2 separate regions of the Sus scrofa genome follow, and region 2 is linked to region 1. A link is a contact called in public HiChIP or PLAC-seq data. All regions are on one chromosome and are shown on one strand. Each heading gives the region's core, a stretch centred on a gene start, on an enhancer-like site or on the middle of the called end of the contact. The rest is flanking DNA. Distances are from core to core; before and after follow the strand shown.

Region 1 (4,774 bases), core at 2,109-4,608:
TGTCACCCGTGCCCTCTGCCTTGAGTAGGGAGCCCTGGCATTGGCCTGGTATGGAGTCTGCAGTCAGAGGCCCAGAACAGGAGCCTGAGGAGTTCTTGTTGTGGCTCAGTGGTAATGAACCAGACTAGTGTCCACGAGGATGCGGGTTCCATCCCTGGCCTTGCTCAGTGGGTTAAGGATCCAGTGTTGTCGTGAGCTGTGGTGTAGCTCACAGACTCGGCTTGGATTTGGCGTTGCTGTGGCTGTGGTGGAGAACTCCAATTCAACCCCCAACCTGGAAACTTCCATATGCCACACATGCGGCCCTAACAAGCCAAAAAATTAAATGCAAATAAAACCAACAAAAAGCCCCAGCAACCTACACTGTTGCTCCAGGAAAGGCTTTGTGAAGATAAGATGAACCCTGAAGGCTGGGTGTCTGGGCGCTTCAGGGGTGGCATGGAAGAGAGGCAGTGCAGGCCCCTCTGCCCCCATCCCTGCCTCCTTTCTCCCTCTAGTTTCTCCTTATTTGGTGCCACCTTGGTTGGTGTCTCTGTGGCCTGGAATCCTTGCCCCGTCGTTCTGTGACCACCTGCTCACTGCCACTCCTGCATTCAGCCCTCACCTCCCTTCCGAAGCACTTGCCCAGACCTCCCCAGTCTCCTGGGACCTATTTGCTGTGTGTGGAGGGGCTGCATCTGCCTCTTCACCAGGCGTAGGGCCCCAGGAAGGCACAGCCTCCTGACCTCACCCTGCTTTGTGATGGGCACAGAATAGTCATCTTTTGCAGCCCAAATAGGTGAGTAGAAGATGCAGCGGAATGACTGGGATTGTTCTGGCCCCTGCCACCTCTGACCCACATCAGCGTCTGCACAGGCAGCACAGTGGGGCCCTGGAGGGTAGGCAACAGGAGTGGGAAAAGCCCCCATGTTCCCTGTGGCTCTGTGTTGTGCTCGCAGTTGTCTTTGTAGACTTGGAGATAAGCCAGGAGAAGGGGGGCTTTCAGGAAGGCTGCCCACCCTGGAAAGAGGGAGGAGGGACAGTGGCAGAGAAGATGGATTCCTAGATGCCAAGTCCCCCACTCCCTTATTGGGGCCTTAGCAGAAGCTGTCCGGGCCTCGTGTTGCCTGGGTGACGGCCCCCAGCCCCTTGTCTTTCCTGTGCCCAGTTTTTTTCTTTTCTTTTCTTTTTTTTTTTTTTTTTTTTTTGATCTTTTTGCCATTTCTTGGGCCGCTCCCGCAGCATATGAAGGTTCCCAGGCTAGGAGTCGAAAAGAAGCCATAGCCGCCAGCCTACACCAGAGCCACAGCAACTCGGGATCTGAGCCGCATCTGCAAGCTACACCACAGCTCGCAGCAACACTGGATCCTTAACCCACTGAGCAAGGCCAGGGATCGAAACTGCAACCCCATTGTTCCCAGTCGGATTCGGTAACCACTGAGCCACAACGGGAACTCCGTCCTGTGCCCTATTCTTTTGGGCTCGTCCTTTCTCCAAACTCAAGGGTCCCAGCCTACTGTGTGGTTGAGGGTGCCGAGAGCGCCTTTCCTGGCAGAGTGCTCAGCCTGTGGCTGTGCACATGAGCCCTCAGGGCGGGCGGTGGTGGGCAGAGTGGGGAGGTGGCGAGGCTCTGGCCTGAGAGGGCAAGAACGGCCAGCCCAGCTCCCCCAAGCCTGTGTGGCAGTGGCTCTTCCACTGGGTGTGGGAGTGTCACCCACTGGACTGGTGGCCTGACCCTGGCCCAACATCTGGGCTCTTGGAGATACTCAGCTCATGCTTTCCAGGCCTTTCCTAATGTGGGAAAGTGCATGAGACAAAAGGTGCCTGGAATCTGTCAGGCTTCTGGGGCCCAGCTGTCTGGTTCCCCCTGTGACGGGGCTCCCGTACCTGTTAAGCTCCACCTTTTAGGGTGCAGGCAGCTGTGCCAGGGCTTCCTGGGAACATGGGACCTGGGTAGCAGGAGTGGGGCGTGCTGCTGAGCATGGGTTGTGTTTCCCAGGGGAGCTGGAGCCCGGACTGGCCTGACAGCCTTGGCCTCTGGAGAAGGAGCCCAGGCTGCACGGGGCCCCTTGAGGGCCCAGCCATCACCCCGCTCCACCTGTTCCTGGCTGGCTGGCACTTTCATCTTTGCCTTTGTGGGGGATTTTGTGTGGCCCTCAGGTATGCCCAAGGGTACTCCAGGGTCCTGGTCCAGGTGCCCTGGGCTGACCTTACCTTCCCCCCTCAGCCCTGGGTGCCGCCTATGGGACGGCCAAGAGCGGCACTGGCATCGCAGCCATGTCTGTCATGCGGCCAGAGCTGATCATGAAGTCCATCATCCCCGTGGTCATGGCAGGCATCATCGCCATCTATGGCCTGGTGGTGGCAGTCCTCATCGCCAACTCCCTGACTGAAGGCATCAGTCTCTACAAGTGAGTGCCGGCCGGGGGCTGAGAGGGCGCCTCGGGTGGGTGGGTGGGTGGGTGGCTGGTGGTCCAGGCCCGCCGCCCCCCTGGCTGCTGCCTGACACCCACCTCACGTCCTTTCTCTCCCCCAGGAGTTTCCTTCAGCTGGGCGCTGGCCTGAGTGTGGGCCTGAGCGGGCTGGCAGCCGGCTTTGCCATCGGCATTGTGGGCGATGCAGGCGTGCGGGGCACTGCCCAGCAGCCCCGGCTCTTCGTGGGCATGATCCTCATCCTCATCTTCGCGGAAGTGCTCGGCCTCTACGGTCTCATCGTTGCCCTCATCCTCTCCACAAAGTAGCCCCTCCGGGCCCACCAGACACAGAATAGGATGTAAAGACCACCCCTCCTCATTCCAGAACGAACAGCCTGACACACACGCACGGGGCCTCCGCCCCCCTGTAGTTGGTCTTGTAAATGCGCAGTGTCCTAGTGCCCATCGTCTGTTGCCCCAGCCTTGCCCCTGCCAGCCCCGTGCCGTGGACGTCCGGGCCACCACTCACCCATCCAGGCCCCCGACCAGTGAGGATGCAGGCCTCCGGCCGCGCCCACCCCTAGAGTGCTCTGTGTATAAGGATGAATTAGAGGTGTCACTTTCTCTTCACTGGATGTTTATTTATAAAGTTTTGACCCGTTCATTCGTCTGTGGAGCAGCCCTCGTCTCCCAACTATATAGTCATCCCAGGTACACTGTTGCGTCGCGAGGTTACCATTTGCCCTGAGACTCGTGGGATGGAACCACCCTCCTGCCGCCCGGCTGCTCGGGGCCCACCGGGCCCTGGCGCTGAACTGTGTCCAATAAAGTTCTCGGATGTGACTGGACGCCTGTGTGTGTGGCTCGCTCGGCGGGACTGGGGCGGGGTCGGGCCTCCCGCGAAGCGCGCCGCCGCGTCACTGCGGAGCCGCCGGGCGCGCCGGTCACGTGGGCGCGCCGGTCACGTGGGCGCGCTCCGTCAGCTGAGGGTCACGTGGGCCCGGCCGCGTTGCGGGGCCGGAACTGTCGGCGCGGGATCCGGCGCCTTCCGCTCAGCTGGGCTCAGGATGCGCGGCGGGCAGGGCGCGGCCCGGGCCCCGGTGCTCCAGTTCACCAACTGCCGCATCCTGCGGGGCGGGGCGTTGCTCAGGTGGGCGCGGGGCGCGGGGCCGGGGCCGCTGCGGTGGGCTTCGGGACCGGCGATGCGAGCCCCCGCCTCCATCTGTGCGCAGGGAGGATCTGTGGGTGCGCGGGGGCCGCGTTCTGGACCCCGAGAAGCTGTTCTTTGAGGAGCGGCGCGTGGCTGATGAGCAGCGGGACTGCGGGGGCTGCATCCTAGCGCCTGGCTTCATCGACGTGCAGATCAACGGTACGGGCTGGGGCCGCTGGCTGGGGACCCAGAGGAGGAGCTCTGGGCCCCGTGCGAACCTCTTCTTTTCTGTGGCCGCAGGTGGATTTGGCGTTGACTTCTCTCAGGCCACGGAGGACGTGGGTTCGGGAGTCGCCTTGGTGGCCCGGAGGATTTTGTCGCACGGAGTTACCTCCTTCTGCCCCACGTTGGTCACCTCGCCACCGGAGGTTTATCACAAGGTGAGTTCAGGCTGCCGGCCTCCAGTGTAGGAGGCCCCAGAAGCACCCACCTTCATCAATTTTCAAATCTCGTCTCTTCCCTGTGCAGACACCCTTTGTCACTTGAGTCTAGCCTCACTTGGGCCTGGGGTCCCTGGGGTCCCCGGGGTCCCCTTCCCCCTCGGCTTCCTCAAGCAGGTATCCCTCTACCAGCTCGGCCTGCAGCTGCTGCCTGCCCTCCCCACCCTGCACTCCGGCCCCTCCAGGCACCAGAAACCACCGCCTTGACTAGGTCGAGGGAACCTTCTGATTGCCACATTCTTAGTTGCTTATCCCCCGCCCCGACCGGTTTGTGGTATGTGACTCCAGTGAACGAGTTTTCCAGAAGGGAGCTCCAGGGTCTATCCTGGGCCTTCCTCTGTACTCCTGCCAGCGCTCCCCACTCCTCTTCTCCCTCACCTGTAGCTCTTGGGATTCCCTTGTCTGCGGTTCCTTTTCCTTTTAAAAAATTTAATTTTTTGGAGTTCCTGTCGTGGTGCAGCGGAAACAAATCCGACGAGGAACCATGAGGTTGCAGGGGTTCGATCCCTGGCCTCGTTCAGTGGGTTAAAGCTCTGGTGTTGTCGTGAGCTGTGGTGTAGGTCACAGGGTCACAGATGCAGCTCGGATCTGGCCTGGCTGTGGCTATGGCGTAGGCCGGCGGCAATAGCTCGGATTAGACCCCTAGCCTGGGAACCTCCATGTGCTGCGGGTGCGGCCTTAAAAAGACAAAAAAAATTTAACTTCTCATGAAGGTTCTCCAGTTTTGCTCT
Region 2 (4,602 bases), core at 1,465-3,964, 160 kb before region 1:
GTGTTGTCTGCTTGGAAGTATCACCCTCCATCCCTGCCTCGACTTTCTGAGGTCCCACCTACCAGTTCCCAGACCAGTCCCAGCCCCTCTGTGAAGCAGCCACTGACAGCCCAGTCTGGCTCACTGGTTCCTTGTCTTGGCCGCACAATGGAACCTTCTGGTGTGCTTTAGAACAGAAACGGATGCCTGAGGTCCGCCCCCTGGAGATTCTGGGCTGTGGTCTGGGCATGCAACGCTTTCCCTGTGATTCTAACATCAGCCGGGGTGAGACCTTCTACTCCTGTCGAAAACCTTCGCTCCACCTCTGCACACGCACAGCAGCTTTTCCGGACGTCTTGTACAGCACTTGTTTCACTCTGTCCTATGTCACTTACCCGTGCATTAATCACCTTAACGGCTCCATCCTAAGGTCCTCAACTGTGCACACAGCCTTGTCCGTCATTCTCCCCCGAGTTCTAGAATGTTCCCCCTCAAGAGACTCAACAGCAGAGGAGTCTACTGCTATTTCAGGAAGCAGGGATGGAGAAGAAACTGCCAGCCAGGGAGTCTTACTTGGGCCTTCCCAGTTGAGACAAAATCAAAACAGGTTCCCTTGGAACTGCCTGGCATATGCTCTGCAGAAAACTAGCGACTTTTAAAAAACAACTTGTGCTCCCCTCTCTTGTTCCAAAAGGCTGTTTTATCAGAATAGCAGATCACCCTAGAGAAGGAATGATGTCATCCTGTTTGTTGGATATAGTAAAGCCAATGCTCAATTTTATTTATTTACTGTTCATTTATTTGGCCCCACCCACAGCATCCAAACTTCAGCGCCAGGGATCCAACCCATGTCACAACTGCAACCCAAGCCACAGCAGTGACAATGCCAGATCCTCAACCCTCTGCACCACCAGGGAACTCCAGCAAGTGTTCAATTTTATTTTATTTATTTATTGTCATGTCTTTTTAGGGCCACACCTGTGGCATACGGAGGTTCCCAGGCTAGGGGTCGAATCGGAGCCACAGCCGTCGGCCTCCGCCAGAGCCACAGCCACGCGGGATCCGAGCCGCACCCGGGACCTACACCGCAGCTCACGGCAACGCTGGAGCCTTAACCCACCGAGCGAGGCCGCGTCCTCATGGATGCTTGTTGGGTTCATTAACCGCTGAGCCACAATGGCAACTCTGCACATGTTCAATTTTAAAGAGTTCCCTTGGAGGATTTTTTAAAATCCTCTCAGAAGTTAAAGGGGTGGGGGGCTTGGCGCGGCTCCTACTTTTCTCTCTTTTCCCTTTCTTTTCCATTTCCAAAGATGCCAACTTTCTAGAGGAAAACATTCCCAATCTTTTCAGGTTTACAAAGGGCAGCATCAAGATGTTTTGAATGAAATGATACAGTTGCTCAGGAGAAAAGAGCTAACTCTTCCACTTGCACCCTGCCCGGGTCTGCACACTGTCACAGGGGCTCAGCCCCTCCGTCCACAAGGCTTCCTTGCGGGCCTGTCATGGAGACGCGCGAGCAAGGCAAGCCCCAGCAAGGGACAATCTGTGCCTCTGGGGAGCTCACAGCTCAGGAGGCAAAGAGGCAAACAAGCAGAAATAACCCTATAAGGTAATGGTTTTAATTAGGCAGCGACCAAGGAAGTGACAAGGGGCATTCACTCATGCAACAAATAGGCACCAAGCATCTGTCCTAAGCCCACATGCAGCAGACAGTGTCTGCCCTCATGAAGCTCAGAATCTACTTCAGAAAAGAGACAATTCCTGTGTACACACAATTTCATACCAAACAGACTGACCGTGGGCATCAGCGCTGTGGGAGGCCCCTCTGTCTAGATCAGTCATTGCCCTTCCTTCTGTCCACACGCAACGCCCACCACTAACAGTGGACCCCTGGCCCCCCACCCTGAGGCCACGAGAAGGAGGATTTTCGAGCAGGGCGGACTCGATTATGGGGAAGCATTCCCACCAACACTGGGAATCTCTGCACCAAGACATGAGCCAGCAGCAGCCTTGGCGGCCCTGCCTCGGCTCCCCAGCCTGGGATGCTGCACGGCTTTGGCAGGCAAGTGCTCAAAGTGTCGGCCGGTGAACGCCTGCGGGGTTTGACGTGGTAGGAGTCTGCCCACCCTGCTCGGGCATGGCACAAAGGATGCCGCAGTGATTGCAACTCCAGGAAGATTAAGTTTCTCCAAGAAGGGCCGGCTTGGAGGAGCTGCCTGAGAGGATGGGGACACGCCCAGAGACAGACCAGGGCCGAGGGGAAGCCTGAGTCAGGGCGGCCTGGCACTGCGCAGAGATGCACCTGCTGGGGCGGCGCCGGGGGGTGCGGGCAGGGCAGGGCCACGGTAGGGGCCGGACAGGGACCGGGGCGGCCCGCGGTGGGGAGGGTGGCCCGGGCGGGGAAGCGGCCCCGGAGCCGGGAGCCAAGAGCCCTGGGAGCCAGCGCGCGCGAGCAGCGGGTCCTGGCGGCACTCACCGACCCTCAGCACCCGGGCGGCGATGGCCGGCGCGCTGCCCTCTCGCGGGGTCCCCTCCCTCGGCTTCCGGCCCTGCTCTGGCCTCGCGGCGGCTGCGGCGACCACTGCTGACAGCTGCTAGGCCGCCGCAGCGGGGAGGGGGCGCCGGCGACCCGAGGCAGCTGGAGGACGCGTCCACTCGGGCTCCTGCAGGGGGCGCGCCGGCCGGCTCGCGCATGCGTTGCAGGCTTCCCCTGCGGGTGCCCGGCCCGCCCTGGGACCCCTCCCCGCTCCGCCCCTGCTTGCGCCTGCGCAGTGCTCCGCGCCCGCGGGGGGTTGGGAGGGGTACGGCCGGCAGGGGGCGCGCGACGCGGGGCGAGGGCTTGGCCTGTGAGGCGAACGGTGTGGCCTCCAGGCGGGCGGCTGAAGTGGTCAGGCAGGACCCTCCCATTTCCCTGGTGGGCCTCCGTTTCCCTCCCTTGCAGTGTCTTTCGTCGGGCACGAGGGTCCTTCTCTTCACGGAGGGAGGGCGCTTTGCGCCCTTAGGCCTGGCGCGGACATCGCTAGGTGTTCGAGGCCCTGAGGGGTGGACGGAGGGCGAGGAAGGTTCTAGAAAGCCGAGAGGTGGGCAGGAAGGCCCAGCACCTCTGGGCGTGGCCGCGGTCGCGGGGCGCAGCTCTGGGGTCCGAGGCCGCAGGCAGGCGGGTCGGGAGGTAGGGTCAGGGTCACCTCGGGAGCGTCCCAGGTCGGGCCGAGAGAGTCCGGGGGCTGGGCTGGGGTCGCCTTGGACCGGACAGTCCCGAGGCCCGACGGGGGTCACCGGGGCGGAGGGGCTGGCGGCGTGGGTGGCGCTGGGCCAGCCGTCGCCCAGGCGGTGAGTGCTGCCAGCGGCCTGTCGAGTCCCAGGACCCTCCTGTGGCCCGACGTCCAGCTGCCCGTCCGTCGTTCGCTGCCCTCCGCCCGGCCTCTGGCGGCTCCCGGCGCAGGTCGCTGGGCCCTGGACGTCGCCTGCTGACCAGCCGGCTCCGGGCCGCCCCCCGCGCGCCTGGGGCCGAGGACAGACGGAATGGTAAAGTCAGGACCCAGGCTGGGGGGGCGGGGGGGAAGGGGGGACCGCGGTCCCCAGAGACGCCGTAGCGGTTAATGCTGGCGCAGCCGGGGCCCCATGGCAGTTACTTCCTTGTTGGTTGGCTTTTTTCTGTCTCTCTCACCAGAAGGTGGATGGTGTCTGTGAGGAAAGGGACCTTGTCCAGATCGTGGCTACATCCTAGGGTCGTAGCATGGCTGGCACAGAGGAGGCACTTTCTTTGCTTTTTAGGGCCGCGCCTGCGGCATGTGGAGGTTTCCAGGCTAGGGATTGAATCAGAACTGTGGCCGTTGGTCTACACCACAGCCACAGCCACATCAGCATAGGATCCGAGCCAGGTCTGCAGCCTACACCGCAGCTCCCTGCAAGGCTGGATTCTTAACCCACTGAGCGAGGCCAGGGATCAAACCTGCATCCTCATGGTTCCTAGTCAGATTCGTTAGCCCCTGAGCCACGCCGGGAATTCCAGAGGATGCACTTCATAAGTATTTATTGAATGAGAGGGTCATTCCTGACCCGATCCCCTCACTAGTGGAATTATTTCATTTTTAACTTCCTAAATCTCAGTTTCCTATCCCTAAGTGCTTCTCACAATCTGGCTCATAAATGCCAGATAAATGGTAATATAATGTGAATGTAAGTAGAGACTGACACATGGCCTGGCCTCTAATGAGGAGACAGAAAAAAAAATTGAGGACAGATAGATAGGGAAGTGGATTATTAATTCGTGGAAAATATCTTAACCCCCCCCTTCATTCTGCGCAGACCGCACCCTTACCCTCCCAAAAAAAGTGTTGGGAGAAATTCTGACCTAGCTGATTGGTCCTTATCTTTACCATGTCTCTTCCTTAATCTTTATTTCAAGAACCAGCCTTTCCCATTTCTAACTTAAATTGGTTACACTGTGCAATTTTTTCAGACCCTTTCGAAATCTGATCCCAGTTCTTCATAACCAAATCCTGGAACAGAACTGGCTAACTCAGAATTTCACTTATATGGAAGGTGAGGGTGGGGTAAGAATGACTGTATAGACAACGGCCAGGAGTTCTGTGTCTTTGTTCTTAACGAGGTTAGGTG

The links. HiChIP or PLAC-seq counts read pairs in DNA pulled down with a chosen protein or histone mark.
Region 2: an H3K27ac HiChIP or PLAC-seq map of skeletal muscle shows a contact between it and region 1, with 2.4 times the contacts expected there. The contact joins the promoter of ABCA3 here to the promoter of AMDHD2 in region 1. A contact is called at or near these places in 1 of 5 promoter capture datasets (liver), 7 of 47 Hi-C or Micro-C datasets (alveolar macrophages, heart right ventricle, liver and 3 more) and 2 of 2 datasets of contacts at active chromatin or transcription factors (alveolar macrophages and skeletal muscle).

What each region holds. Positions count from the first base shown.
Region 1 is chr3:39,531,174-39,535,947 of Sscrofa11.1, reverse strand. AMDHD2 (N-acetylglucosamine-6-phosphate deacetylase) reads left to right here and starts at 3,358. Exons shown (of 11, transcript XM_013987849.2): 1 at 3,358-3,543; 2 at 3,626-3,762; 3 at 3,844-3,983. The coding sequence starts at 3,461. ATP6V0C (V-type proton ATPase 16 kDa proteolipid subunit) reads left to right here. Exons shown (of 3, transcript XM_003124744.4): 2 at 2,207-2,390; 3 at 2,516-3,241. The coding sequence ends at 2,720.
Region 2 is chr3:39,687,245-39,691,846 of Sscrofa11.1, reverse strand. It overlaps ABCA3 (ATP-binding cassette sub-family A member 3), which reads right to left and starts at 2,714. Exons shown (of 35, transcript XM_005655176.3): 1 at 2,459-2,714. LOC102159543 (a long non-coding RNA gene) reads left to right here. Exons shown (of 2, transcript XR_298208.3): 2 at 1-760.